Regions from separate parts of the Mus musculus genome. Here region 1 is linked to region 2. Evidence: chromatin contacts called from public Hi-C data. All regions are on one chromosome and are shown on one strand. Each heading gives the region's core, a stretch centred on a gene start, on an enhancer-like site or on the middle of the called end of the contact. The rest is flanking DNA. Distances are from core to core; before and after follow the strand shown.

Evidence for each region. Hi-C and Micro-C count contacts between places; a contact is called where the count stands out from the background.
Region 1: a Hi-C map of cortical neurons shows a contact between it and region 2, with 2.1 times the contacts expected there. The contact joins two enhancer-like sites. A contact is called at or near these places in 4 of 484 Hi-C or Micro-C datasets (cerebellar granule neurons, cerebral cortex, cortical neurons and 1 more).

Annotation. Positions count from the first base shown.
Region 1 is chr3:157,445,843-157,451,765 of GRCm38.p6, reverse strand. No RefSeq gene overlaps it. Among named protein-coding and RNA genes, the nearest start is that of Gm23379, 50 kb to the right of the region's middle. Within about 2 kb of position 2,500, at least 3 of the 459 cell types and tissues checked have an H3K27ac peak or open chromatin away from gene starts, as enhancers often do. A contact at or near this core is called in cortical neurons, where this site is marked.
Region 2 is chr3:157,113,820-157,120,432 of GRCm38.p6, reverse strand. The region is part of intron 4 of Negr1 (neuronal growth regulator 1); the gene reads right to left. Among named protein-coding and RNA genes, the nearest start is that of Gm24373, 94 kb to the left of the region's middle. Within about 2 kb of position 5,237, at least 49 of the 459 cell types and tissues checked have an H3K27ac peak or open chromatin away from gene starts, as enhancers often do. A contact at or near this core is called in cortical neurons, where this site is marked.

The DNA of each region.
Region 1 (5,923 bases), core at 1,251-3,750, 330 kb before region 2:
ACTTTATATGCCCCAATACAGGGGAATGCCAGGGCCAAGAAGTGGGAGTGGGTGGGGGTAGGGTATAGGGAACTTTCGGGATAGCATTTGAAATGTAAATAAAGAAAATATCTAATAAAATATAGATTTAAAAATAAAAAAATTAAAAACCCTTGCAGATCTTTTGCTTATGTATTATGGTTTCTGATTCCATGCGGTAATTTTTAAAATTAAATTAAATTTAATTTAATTTGTGGAATTTCATACCACTTTCCTAGTGGGTGCACCATTTTTATTTACATCACCAGTATACAAATGATGTTAGCTCATGTCCTCACCAGCCCTTGTGCCTTGATGATAGCCATGCTGCCATACATGATGAGGTGTCTTGCTGTGGCTTTGGTTTTCATTCCTTCTATAACCATCAATGGTGAGCATCTGCTCCTGTAACTACAGGCCACTTATATGTTGCCTTTGAGCCCCTTGCTCATGTTTTTATTAAGCGTTTGTTATTATTTACTATTGAGTTGTAGGCATTTCACATACGGTTTGATTATCAATCACTGACCATATATGTGGTTCTCAGTGTGCTATCCATTCTGTGGATCCCTGTCACATTCATTTGTTTCGTCTGCTGTGTTGAAACCTTTGGATTTGAAGTCATCCTGCCAATGTAGCTTTGACTTTTCTATAATAGTTCAGCTGTGTTTGTTGGCCCTGTGTTTGAAGAACCGTTTCACTTGCACTTTCTTTGAGGAATTTCAGTTTCTGGTCTTGTGTCTAAAATTTTAATATATTGTTGTGTGTTCCATACATGTATTAAATTTCATTTTTTTATATGTAAAGATTCCATATTCCCCAAACAGACAGTTATGAAACAAAACAAGGAAATCCTGCTATACTCAATATGGTAGATGAATTTGGAAGACATTATGCTAAGTAAAATAAGTCTACCCCAGAAGGATGAATACATAAGATTTCCTGCATATGAAGTATCAGAACAGCCAAATCAAGAAACAAGAACTAGAAAGAGACAGCTGGGGCTGGCAATGGAAAGCACGGAGGTGCTGTCCATGGGGCTCAATGTTCAGTTGGTGAGGAGAGTACCTTGTGTGGATCTGTGGGACGTGAGGCATTCTTTCTCAGCATTGAGCCATGGGCTTAAAACCTTAGGAGTTTGGTCTCATTTCAAGTGACCTCACTCACAGCATATATGCTGAATGAAGTCATTAATAAGTTAACCTATGAATTATCCTACACTTAGAGGTACATGTGAGAGTCTGGGCCATAATCCAAACCCAAATACCACTGTTCTTGTTATCCAACTTATCCAACAACTGAACCTACCTTGACAAAGTGAAACTCTAATTTATAATATAATCCATAGATTCATAGAATCCATGAAAAGCCTACCAAAGAGATCTCACTGGGTGGAGAACACTTAATATAGAGACAACTATTTAACATTCAGAAAAGCATGGTAGAGGAGTTGCCTGTGTTATAGCATTTGCTGCAGAGTTAGATCTGTGGCCCAAAAATGTATCATCACTAGTCTGCCTGGCATTGTTTCTGAGTTCAGCCCCATTGAGAACGTTACAGTTTCTCTGCCTTTACTCTTAGGCCCCACAGTGCCAACCCTCTCTACATTAGCATAAATATAAGTAGTGGCTTTGCAGACAAATAGGAGCAATGACATATTAAGTAAAGTGAAGTTCTGTTTTGCTTTGGTCTTTCCTATTTACAGTTAACAGTTGAGTCTGATGCATCTGGCTGTGTGTCCAGCAGATGTCAGCATCAGGCTGCTTCTACTTTTTCAGTCTACTCTTTCAATCTGTGGTATCTTCAAAGGGCCATCAATATTCAACACAGAACATACTGAGATGTGAAATAGCAGGTGCAGTGAATCTGTGGTGAGGATGCATTTAATGGGTGAAGGATCCAACATTCCATCCACTAAGCAAACAACTGTATGTAAAACCCCATCTGTAGCTTTTTTATCCATGTCTATTATGAAAAATTATTTCAAAAATACCAGTAGAAGCTATTCTGTAGAAGATAGCTTTGTACAATTACGTGACAAAATGGATTAAAGCCACTGACAAAATATAAATATTTGAGTAATTTTAGGTTGCATCTGCTTACACCAGAAAGAGACACAGAAGGATTAAAATTTTTTCTTTAGGATATAATTTCAATCATGAAGTTTTTGGCAAAATGGACTTTTTAAAGTCACTCTTTTCTCCCCAGTACTGAGAATCTCAATCATTTGGAACAGATTAAAATTCTTCTGGTAATATACACCTCAACGAAGCCAAATGGATGGTCGAGCACCTCAGGTAAAATGCCATTTGTATAGTTCATACCCTACTGGATTCTATGGCAATTGACTAATGTATTTCCTTAACTAGAGAATCTAATGGGCCCAGCCACTGCAGAGTTGCTGTATGTAAATGTAAACGGATAGCAGTTGCATGGCAGCTGGGGAAATCTGTGGAAGTCGTCTCTACAGCACCCTCATGAGGGCATTGAGAACCAAAGAGGCAGAGAGGTGTGAGGCTCTGAAGTGGGCACAGGGTGCCAGTCTGCTTTCTACAGCCCCTTATATTGGAACAAAAGTGAGAGAATTCTACTGTTCATTGCAGGAGGAGTTAAAATTCTCCTTGCACACAAGCACCTTAGGTAGGAGGATAATTCGTCAAGCAAAAGCAATAACAGAACCTCGGATGACACTTGCACAACCCATGTGGTGGTGGCATTCCCCGGAGTTCAGACCAGGGCGCTGTGTGTATCTAGCTCTCTCATCTCTCATGGCTCTTATACAGTGAACTGTCTCCTTTTTCAAAACTCATCCAGGAACCATGTGGACCAAACTCAGAAGCAGAGCTTCATGCCTGGAAACATGAGTAAATAGGACCTTAAGCCAACCGACAGGTCTACATTTACATATTTTGCTGTGTTTTTGTTTTTAAATTTGTCTCAACATATACTGAGTGCTAGCAATGTCTGTGGTTTTTTTTTTTTTTTTTTTTTTTTTTTTTGTCTCAGGGAGATTGAGTGTCTGACACAAAAGAAAATCAACAATAAAAACATCAATTTGGGGGCACAAAATCAAAGGAATGGCTGGTCTATCCTACAACCACAGTGTCTCACCATGAGACCAGTAACATGCACTCTGTCACTGTGATGAGTGTGGCTTCAGCCCTGTAAGAGAACCACATCAAATAGTTCATATAGGAATCAAAACCAAACCTATAACCCCATTTACAGTCTATCCGCATGCTCGAGCCCTTAGCAAGGTGCAACGGCTCCATCCAAAGTGAGTGACTTGCAGCATCAGCAATGTGTGTACCCTGTCATATTAATATGTTAAAATGACATTCAAAGCGTGATCACCGTCACATTTTGCCAGGTGCACTTCAATGATCGTGCAGTACATTGATTTCTGGAAATGATCGCTTCATCAGTCTTTTCCTTGCTTTTATCTGAATGATGGCAAAGAAGACCCTTTTTTATGGACACCTTGTAATGTTTCCAACCGTCTTTCTTCATCTCCTTGGGGCACTGCCGGGAAACACATTAGGTCATAACTCAGTACTAGAGGAAAATTCTGATGATGAACCTTGCTTTTGCAAAGACTCGCTGACATTAATCTGCCATATGTGATCACTGTGTGGGAGATTGAAGATGGTAGTTCAGGTCTGTGTACCAGAACAGGCCCATCGAAGGACTCCCCCAAATCACAGGAGAGATGCCTACCAAGATATCCAGAAGCAGGAGTGTGGGAAGGTTCCAGGGATGACAGTTACCTGCCTTTCCAGTTCATTGTGCCAGGATCAGTGACAAAACTTATTGCATAGGTCCTGGATCTCTGTGGCCTGTATTTATCACGCTTGTGGGAAGAAGAAAATGTGTTTTAAGACCCAAGTGTATTTGCATTTGTATTAACTGGCAAGCGTTCATATTGATACCTTCGGCACATGTTCAACACTTTCAGTTCTGTATGCTGAGGAAGAAGAGTATTGTGGAAAGATGGGAGATGGTTGTGTGGCACTTACTAGAAACAAACCAACTTCTCATCTGAACGTACTCACGTGGTTTGTTTTCCAGACTTGTTTTATAGGCTTTAAAATGTTTCTTGTATTCAAGTCTCCATTCATTTATCCCTTTCTAACATGCATTTGTGTGTAGGTGTGGGGTGGTGGTGGGTGGGTGGTGGGTATATGAATGTGTATCTCTGTCTCTGTCTCTCTGTCTCTCTGTCTCTCTGTCTCTCTCTGTCTCTCTGTCTCTGTCTCTGTCTCTGTCTCTGTCTCTCTCTCTCTCTCTCTCTCTCTCTCTCTCTCTCTCTCTGTGTTTGTAGGCCAGAGACCAACCTTTGATACTGTCATCCTTCAGGAGCTGCCTACCTTTTATTTTGAGGGATAATCTCTCACTGGGACCTAGGACTCACAGATTAGGCTAGGCTGACTGCCTAGCTGGTGAGCCCACACATCATCCTGTCTCCACATTCCAGCACTGGGATTACAAGTGTACACCACAAAGCCCAACTTTCATGTGGGTTTGAGGACTGAACTCAGGTCCCCATGAAACACTGTACCAACTGAGCTATTTCCCCAGCCACCAGCACAAATTATTTCAAGAACTCTACCAATCATGTCTTATTGCTCTGTTTTTAGGGTACATTTTGCAGGGGGATGGAAACTCACAAATTGACAGGATATTGTAGACTCAGGAGTTAAAAATTGTAGAAATCAAATAATTTCTTCTTGGAGCATGAATTCCAGTTTTTGTATTAGATTTTGATCAGTTCTCACATTCTTTCTCAATGACATATATTGATTATAAGGCTGATTACAATGATTGGCTGTAATGGATGTACTCTTATGAGGAGCATGTGGGTCAGAGCTCAGCATCTCACTGCTATCCAGAGAGCCATGTCGGTAATCTTGTTCTATTAGGATGTGACCTTTAGGGTCCCCCTGTTGGTTTTGACTATTAACCAAAAGTGGCCCCAGAAGTACTTTTGCTGCCATTAACTGAGGAATATGTGTGTGTGTGTGTCTGTGTATGTATGCATCTGTGCATCTGTGTCTGTGTACATGTGTGTATATATGTGGTATGTATATGTGTGTGTATATATATATGTGTGTGTGAATGCGTGGTATGTGTGTGTGGCGTATATGAGTGTGTGTATATGAGTGAGACTATGTGTATACACATTTATGTTTATGTGTGATGCATTTCTGTTTCTCTGTGTGTGACTATGTATGAATGCATATGTGTTTATATGTTCGTGCATCTCTCTCTCTCTCTCTCCCTCTCTCTCTCTCTCTCTCTCTCTCTCTCTCTCTCTCTCTCTCTCTGTGTGTGTGTGTGTGTGTGTGTGTTAAGGCCAGAAATGTTCAGGACATCTTATGTGAAATATATTCATCTAAAACCAAAAGGTACCTCATACTTTTTTTATTCAATGCCAATTTAAAAAAAAACTTGATTTCCCTCGCAACCTCCTGTCAGTACTTCATAATAATGAGCAATCAATAGATCCCCACACATCTGTCCATGTGGCTGCAGTAGCTCAGTGTGGATGTGCCTCTGCAATCCTGAAGACTCTACTTAGGATTATAAGGAAAATGAACAGGTTTTAAATATTTTTTTTGCCAAGTTCTTCATATGCTGTCTTGAAAACACAAAGACTAAAATATTCACCTTGCTATGACTGCTTTTGTGTTGTTGGTTCTGATAAGGCACCCTTCTTGAACACCCCGCTTCTGTTCCTCTGTTCCTCTGTTCCTCTCTTTTCCTCGGCTTTCTCTCTGTAGAGCTCATTATGATAGAAGCAAAGAGGCCTAGCTCTCAAAGACAGCACTGTAACGAGCAGTCTGGTCTGCAAGGGCTGTTCTAAGAATCAGACCTGTTCCTGAAGAATAAATGTTGGAGAAGAAAC
Region 2 (6,613 bases), core at 3,988-6,487:
CCTACTGCAGACCCCTGGTAAGAACCTAAGGCTTTTTATGGCCTGTGTTCTTCTGTTTAGGTTCACCTCCTGCACCACAAGTGCTGACATCAGGGCAGATGCCAAGTCAACACAAATAGCAGCCATCTCTGTGAAGATGAACAGATGTGCAAGGCAAAAAAAAAAAAAAAAAAAAAAAAAAAGTCAGCATACAATTCCCTGTGCCCAACCACAGGCTTTGTCACTAGGTGGGTTAATGCTTCACTGTTCTCAGCAGCTGTGATTGCTGAGTATTCCTCAATTCTTCAGTGTGCAGCTTCAAAGAGGTGGCTCAACAAAGTCCCTTTTCATCACGAGTGTTTGTGACTGGTTCTTTTGTTGCTGCTCTTGCTGAAGACATTCTGTCAATATTTTCTCACTGTCTGTGTGTCAGATGGCTTACAAAAGACAGTGCATGATGGCATGTTGGTACAGTGGCAGGAAGCACGTACCACACACACACACACACACACCATATCTGTGTGTACAAATATGTACATCTATGGAATGAGTTGGAAGGTGGGGTAGGTCCTTGGACTCTAGGTATATTATATTAAACTCTTTTCTCAACCAGTATAGCACAACCATTTTAGAGGGAATTAGAGTCTCTGGTCATTACTCCCTTGTGTTTGGACTGCAGGCATCTATGATCTGCCAAGTAATGTGGTATGGGTAGGGTGTTATGAATTCAATAGGCAGGCATGTGTCATCCATGAGCCTTGGTAAGGAGTTAGCATGAGATGCATGCTTTATCCAAGGCGTCCTTACTTGTACACAGAGGAGTGAGGGAAGAGATGGACAGATATGAAGCCAGCTAAGCTGGCCAAGGGGGAAAAATAGGTCACTCTCGATAATATGCATTTCATTCAAGTCCCAGGGACCACTGCTCCTCAATCTACATGCAAACATCATGTATTAAGGCTGAACAGCCATGCATCTTGTTCTGTGGGTTGATTCCAGCCTTATATGTTATCGGCTTCTGTTCACATTATATTTTCATTGCCAACTATGGATCTAGGATATTTCATCTGCAATTATGCTAAGAGTGACTGCTGTCCAGCCAAGAGTTCCCAGTATGGGTCACACTGTGGGCAAAGTATGTAATAAATGCATTCCATTGGGGATTTGCTCATGCTTGATGTATGGCTGCACTATTATCATGGTGAGAGCTGTGCTGTGTGCAGGGGTTTTGGCTCTGTAGAGAGCTGTGGTACAGACTCTAATCTTCCTGGATAATGGGGCTCCCTTGAAGCTGAAACAATGCCTTTGGCTTGCAAAAAAAAATGTTTGGTGACAGAGAAGTTGTTTCAGAGTGTCAGTGTGAATTATTCTCCTTCACACCCTTCTCTAGTCTTCTGGGAAACTGAAGCCAGGGAGTCAACATGAACAGAATATTCTGGCAGCCATGAAGGGTAGGAAGTTTCTCTCTTGGTGAGAGTTGTTAGAACAGAGGAAGTTCCTCTTTCTCCACATCCACGCCAGCATCTGCTGTCACCTGAATTTTTGATCTTAGCCATTCTGACTGGTGTGAGGTGGAATCTCAGGGTTGTTTTGATTTGCATTTCCCTGATGATTAAGGATGTTGAGCATTTTTTCAGGTGCTTCTCTGCCATTTGGTATTCCTCAGGTGAGAATTCTTTGTTCAGTTCTGAGCCCCATTTTTTAATGGGGTTATTTGATTTTCTGAAGTCCACCTTCTTGAGTTCTTTATATATGTTGGATATTAGTCCCCTATCTGATTTGGGATAGGTAAAGATCCTTTCCCAATCTGTTGGTGGTCTTTTTGTCTTATTGACGGTGTCTTTTGCCTTGCAGAAACTTTGGAGTTTCATTAGGTCCCATTTGTCAATTCTCGATCTTACAGAGCAAGCCATTGCTGTTCTGTTCAGGAATTTTTCCCCTGTACCCATATCTTCAAGGCTTTTCCCCACTTTCTCCTCTATAAGTTTCAGTGTCTCTGGTTTTATGTGAAGTTCCTTGATCCAGTTAGATTTGACCTTAGTACAAGGAGATAAGTATGGATCGATTCGCATTCTTCTACATGATAACAACCAGTTGTGTCAGGTGACAGCAGATGCTGGCGTGGATGTGGAGAAAGAGGAACACTCCTCCATTGTTGGTGGGATTGCAGGCTTGTACAACCACTATGGAAATCAGTCTGGCGGTTCCTCAGAAAACTGGATATAGTACTACCGGAGGATCCAGCAATACCTCTCCTGGGCATATATCCAGAAGATGCCCCAACTGGTAAGAAGGACACATGCTCCACTATGTTCATAGCAGCCTTATTTATAATAGCCAGAAGCTGGAAGGAACCCAGATGCCCCTCAACAGAGGAATGGATACAGAAAATGTGGTACATCTACACAATGGAGTACTACTCAGCTATTAAAAAGAATGAATTTATGAAATTCCTAGCCAAATGGATCGACCTGGAGGGCATCATCCTGAGTGAGGTAACACATTCACAAAGGAACTCACACAATATGTACTCACTGATAAGTGGATATTAGCCCAAAACCTAAGATACCCAAGATATAAGATACAATTTCCTAAACACATGAAACTCAAGAAAAATGAAGACTGAAGTGTGAACACTATGCCCCTCCTTAGAAGAGGGAACAAAACACCCTTGGAAGGAGTTACAGAGACAAAGTTTGGAGCTGAGATAAAAGGATGGACCATGTAGACACTAGCATATCCGGGGATCCATCCCATAATCAGCTTCCAAATGCTGACACCATTGCATACACTAGCAAGATTATGCTGAAAGGACCCTGATATAGCTGTCTCCTGTCAGAGTATGCCTGGGCCTAGCAAACATAGAAGTGGATGCTCACAGTCGGCTATTGGATGGATCACATGGCCCCCAATGAAGGAGCTAGAGAAAGTACCAAAGAAGCTAAAGGGATCTGCAACCCTATAGGTGGAACAACATTATGAACTAACCAGTACCCCGGAGCTCTTGACTCTAGCTGCATATGCATCAAAAGATGGCCTAGTCGGCCATCACTGGAAAGAGAGGCCCATTGGACACGCAAACTTTATATGCCCCAGTACAGGGGAACGCCAGGGCCATAAAAGGGGAGTGGGTGGGTAGGGGAGAGGGGGTGGGTGGCTATGGGGGACTTTTGGTATAGCATTGCAAATGTAAATGAGCGAAATACCTAATAAAAAATGGAAAAAAAAAAAAAAAAAGAACAGAGGAAGTTGTAAGTGCCAAGTGTCTGAACTAGACGCTCTCATTGCTTAATTCTTTCCCAGGGTGGCCACTACTAAGAATCTCCTCAGCAACAAGTCAGCATTGGGCTAGAGGAGTTATCCTAGGAGCAGAAGAAGGTAGGTGAACTTAACTGTCTAACCTCAGGATGGAGAATTAAGCTCTTATTTATTACACATGGGAAGTACTGTTTTTGTGGGTTATTAAAAAACACATGAGGTTGAGAGGAGCTATGTGTGGGGAATATGTGATGAGCCAGAAGGAGGAAATGGGAGGTAGAATCCCTGTCTTCATGTATTAAATACTTAAAAGTACTTAACATTTTTTTTTAATCAAAAAGTTGAATTTCTGACTAGACAATATCTAACCACTGTGGCATAGGGTTTTTGAAGGGTGAAAACAGACATTGTTATTTTTTGTATTCATGTTACCTGAAATATGCTGTGTATTCTCAGTCCAGTCCATGTTACCTAGAGGAAGCCTGGGTATGCCACGAGATCTCAGTCCAGGCCTGTGAGGTATGTGGCAGGGGAGTACCCATTTTTGGATAATTAATCAAAGTATCCACCAAGCAATGCTCACCCAGAGTCTCCCCAGAAAGTCACTGCTTTGACATCTGTAAATTCACCAACTGAGAAGTGACCTCTCAGGACACTGCTCATTATGTTATGTAATAAACGGGAGTACACAAGTCACCATTAGCACAGGACACATTGTTTAGGTAGTGAAGACAGCAGCTGCCACGGCTTGACAGAGTACTTGTTAGTGGATCAGCTTGACTGACAGCCTATTTGATTGAAAAACCACTGCTTGCTGACAGTGTGTTACAACTAATGTACATATACATACATCTCTGTGAGCTATGCTAATAAGGAGGAAGTTCCACCCAGTAGGATGCTGAGTGCATAGCCATACACACATGTACACACATTCGCATATCAACACACACACAGGCACATACACATCTGTACACCTTCACACACATATGGACATACATACACACATGCACACACATATACCTGCACAACATACATTTGCACACATATATACACATACACACTTATACACATGTATACACATATACACATGCACATATACACATAAACATACACATGCACAGATGCATTCATGTGCACAGATATACACATACATACATAAATATGTGCTCACATATGTGCACACATTTACACACAAAAATAAGTGCATGCAACAATATATACATGTGTATACACATACCAAACTCCCATACATTTATACACATGTACATTACTGCACACACACACACACACACACACACACACACACACGTACATTGAGACTGCAGTGGATGGTACTGGCAGCTTTCTCTATAGGCTGTAAATTGGTCCTTCTGCCATAGGGCATTTATTTGTAACCAAATAAGGCTGAGATGAACACAAACCCTCAGGAGAAGAAAGGAAGAAGGCTCTTGACACCTCTTAAATGTGCAGACCTTCCCAAATGAGTCTAGGGGATGGAGGAAATGCCGATCTCAGGTTTAGCTCTGGTGTAGAGGGGCATGGTCGTGGTGTGTGTGGTGTGTGGCTGGCTGACATCAGAAAGCAACTCGTCCTTTGGAATGCAGGCAGGTAGCACACAGCTGACAGGGCCCTTCAGTGCTGAGAAGCGTCTACAGTAGTAGCACAGGGCCTCTCTTGAGCAGAGCCCTGGGATAAGAATAGTTCAGATGTTCTTGGGTTACTTGAGAAGTGACAGGATGACATGCAGCAGGAACAAACTAGCAGACTTGCTCATTTGGGCTTCTCTGCAAGGTTCACTAATTTGCACTCCCTGAGCACTTACTTGGAGTGATCCATATGCTCTGGGCTGTAGGAAATAAGGCTAGTGAGTGTGGTGCCTAGTCCAGGCTCCCATTTGTCATCATCATATAATTGGCAGTGTTTCTGGCCTCTATTCAAATGAGAGGCAGGAGCAGAATAACCAGCCTGCCCGCACATCCAAGAGCAGCTCCACTAAGACTGGCTGGGGCAGTGGAGGGCTGGGCTCTCAGCTCTGACAAAGCCAGCCCTTCATAACAGGCATTGCTACTAATGACTGCAGCTTGGGATGCAGAGCAAGTGCCCAACCGACTGCAACTGTCTCAACATGGGATGAAGAGAAATGATAACGCATAACAAAAATTTTTAGTGGGAGAAAAAGATGCTGGAACTCCACTCAGATCCCTGATCACCTCCTTTTCCTTTTGATGGGAAACAAAATCCCCTCAGCTTTTGCTGCAATGATGTAAGGCTGTGAACACATGTGTGGGCCGCAGTTGATAAAATATATTAATGCCATGGACCCAGGCAAGAAATCCGTGTGTGTGAGTTAGACTAAACAGCCTTTTACTGAGGTGACATTGGTCATGCAGTGATTCAGAGAAATAGCTTAGGATAGGAAAAAAAAAAAAAAAAGGAATGTTCACAAACTAGTAGTAGACTTTGAGAATACAGTTAAAATTCAGACTGCAAAAGTATAATTGGACAAATATTTCACCAGCTTTTTAACTCCACCTGGCTGTTGTCTGAGAGACATACATCATGTCAGCTTATTATGTTGCTGCAATGTGTTTTCAAAAACTCTTCTAGGAAGCAGCGTTGGCACAGGGGAGAATCAGAAGAAAGAGAGGCAAGACACCATTGTTTTTAAGATAGCTGCTTCTGCGAACAAATGTCCATGCACACTGGTGGTTGCTGTAGTTTGTAAATTCCAGGCTTCTTGGAATTGAAGCTCACAAATGTCGTAATTTCCCTAAATCCAAAAAGACTTTATAAGCCATCCAGCGCCATTTGAGGGCCAGCAGAAAATCTCCAGGACTGATACTTGGCATGTTTTGGAATAGAAAGTTAGTAGAAATTATTTCTTAGCTTTCCTCATGAATTTTTGTAGAAAACAAAATCAAATCTAAATGCATAAACAACTGGTGACAGTTCCTATTACATATGGAAACATGATCGTAAGCTTCCTGATGAAAACCATTAAAAAGCCACAGGAAACAGAACAACAAACAGTGGGGTGTTCTTCTCTTCTAGCACTGATGCCATTCCAGGCACCCAGAGTGAGTGCTACTTGATATTGGGAGCAAAAGCTGACAGCCTTCTGATAGCTCCCAATCCAGCACTGTGCTGCCTATGACCTGCAGCCTCTGCTGCTCCTTAATCACGTTTCATTGCTGTCCAGCTCATGTAGGTCAGCTTTGCATCTTGGCAGCGGGGTATCCCTGAAGTGGGAATGGCCTCCCCAGATAGCCAGGCCACCAACAGCCTCCCTTTCACGTCCCTGCTCAGATATACCTTTTCAATGATCCCGTGTTGAGGAGTCCATGGCACACTCTTCCCCAGCATCTTGTTACTCTTG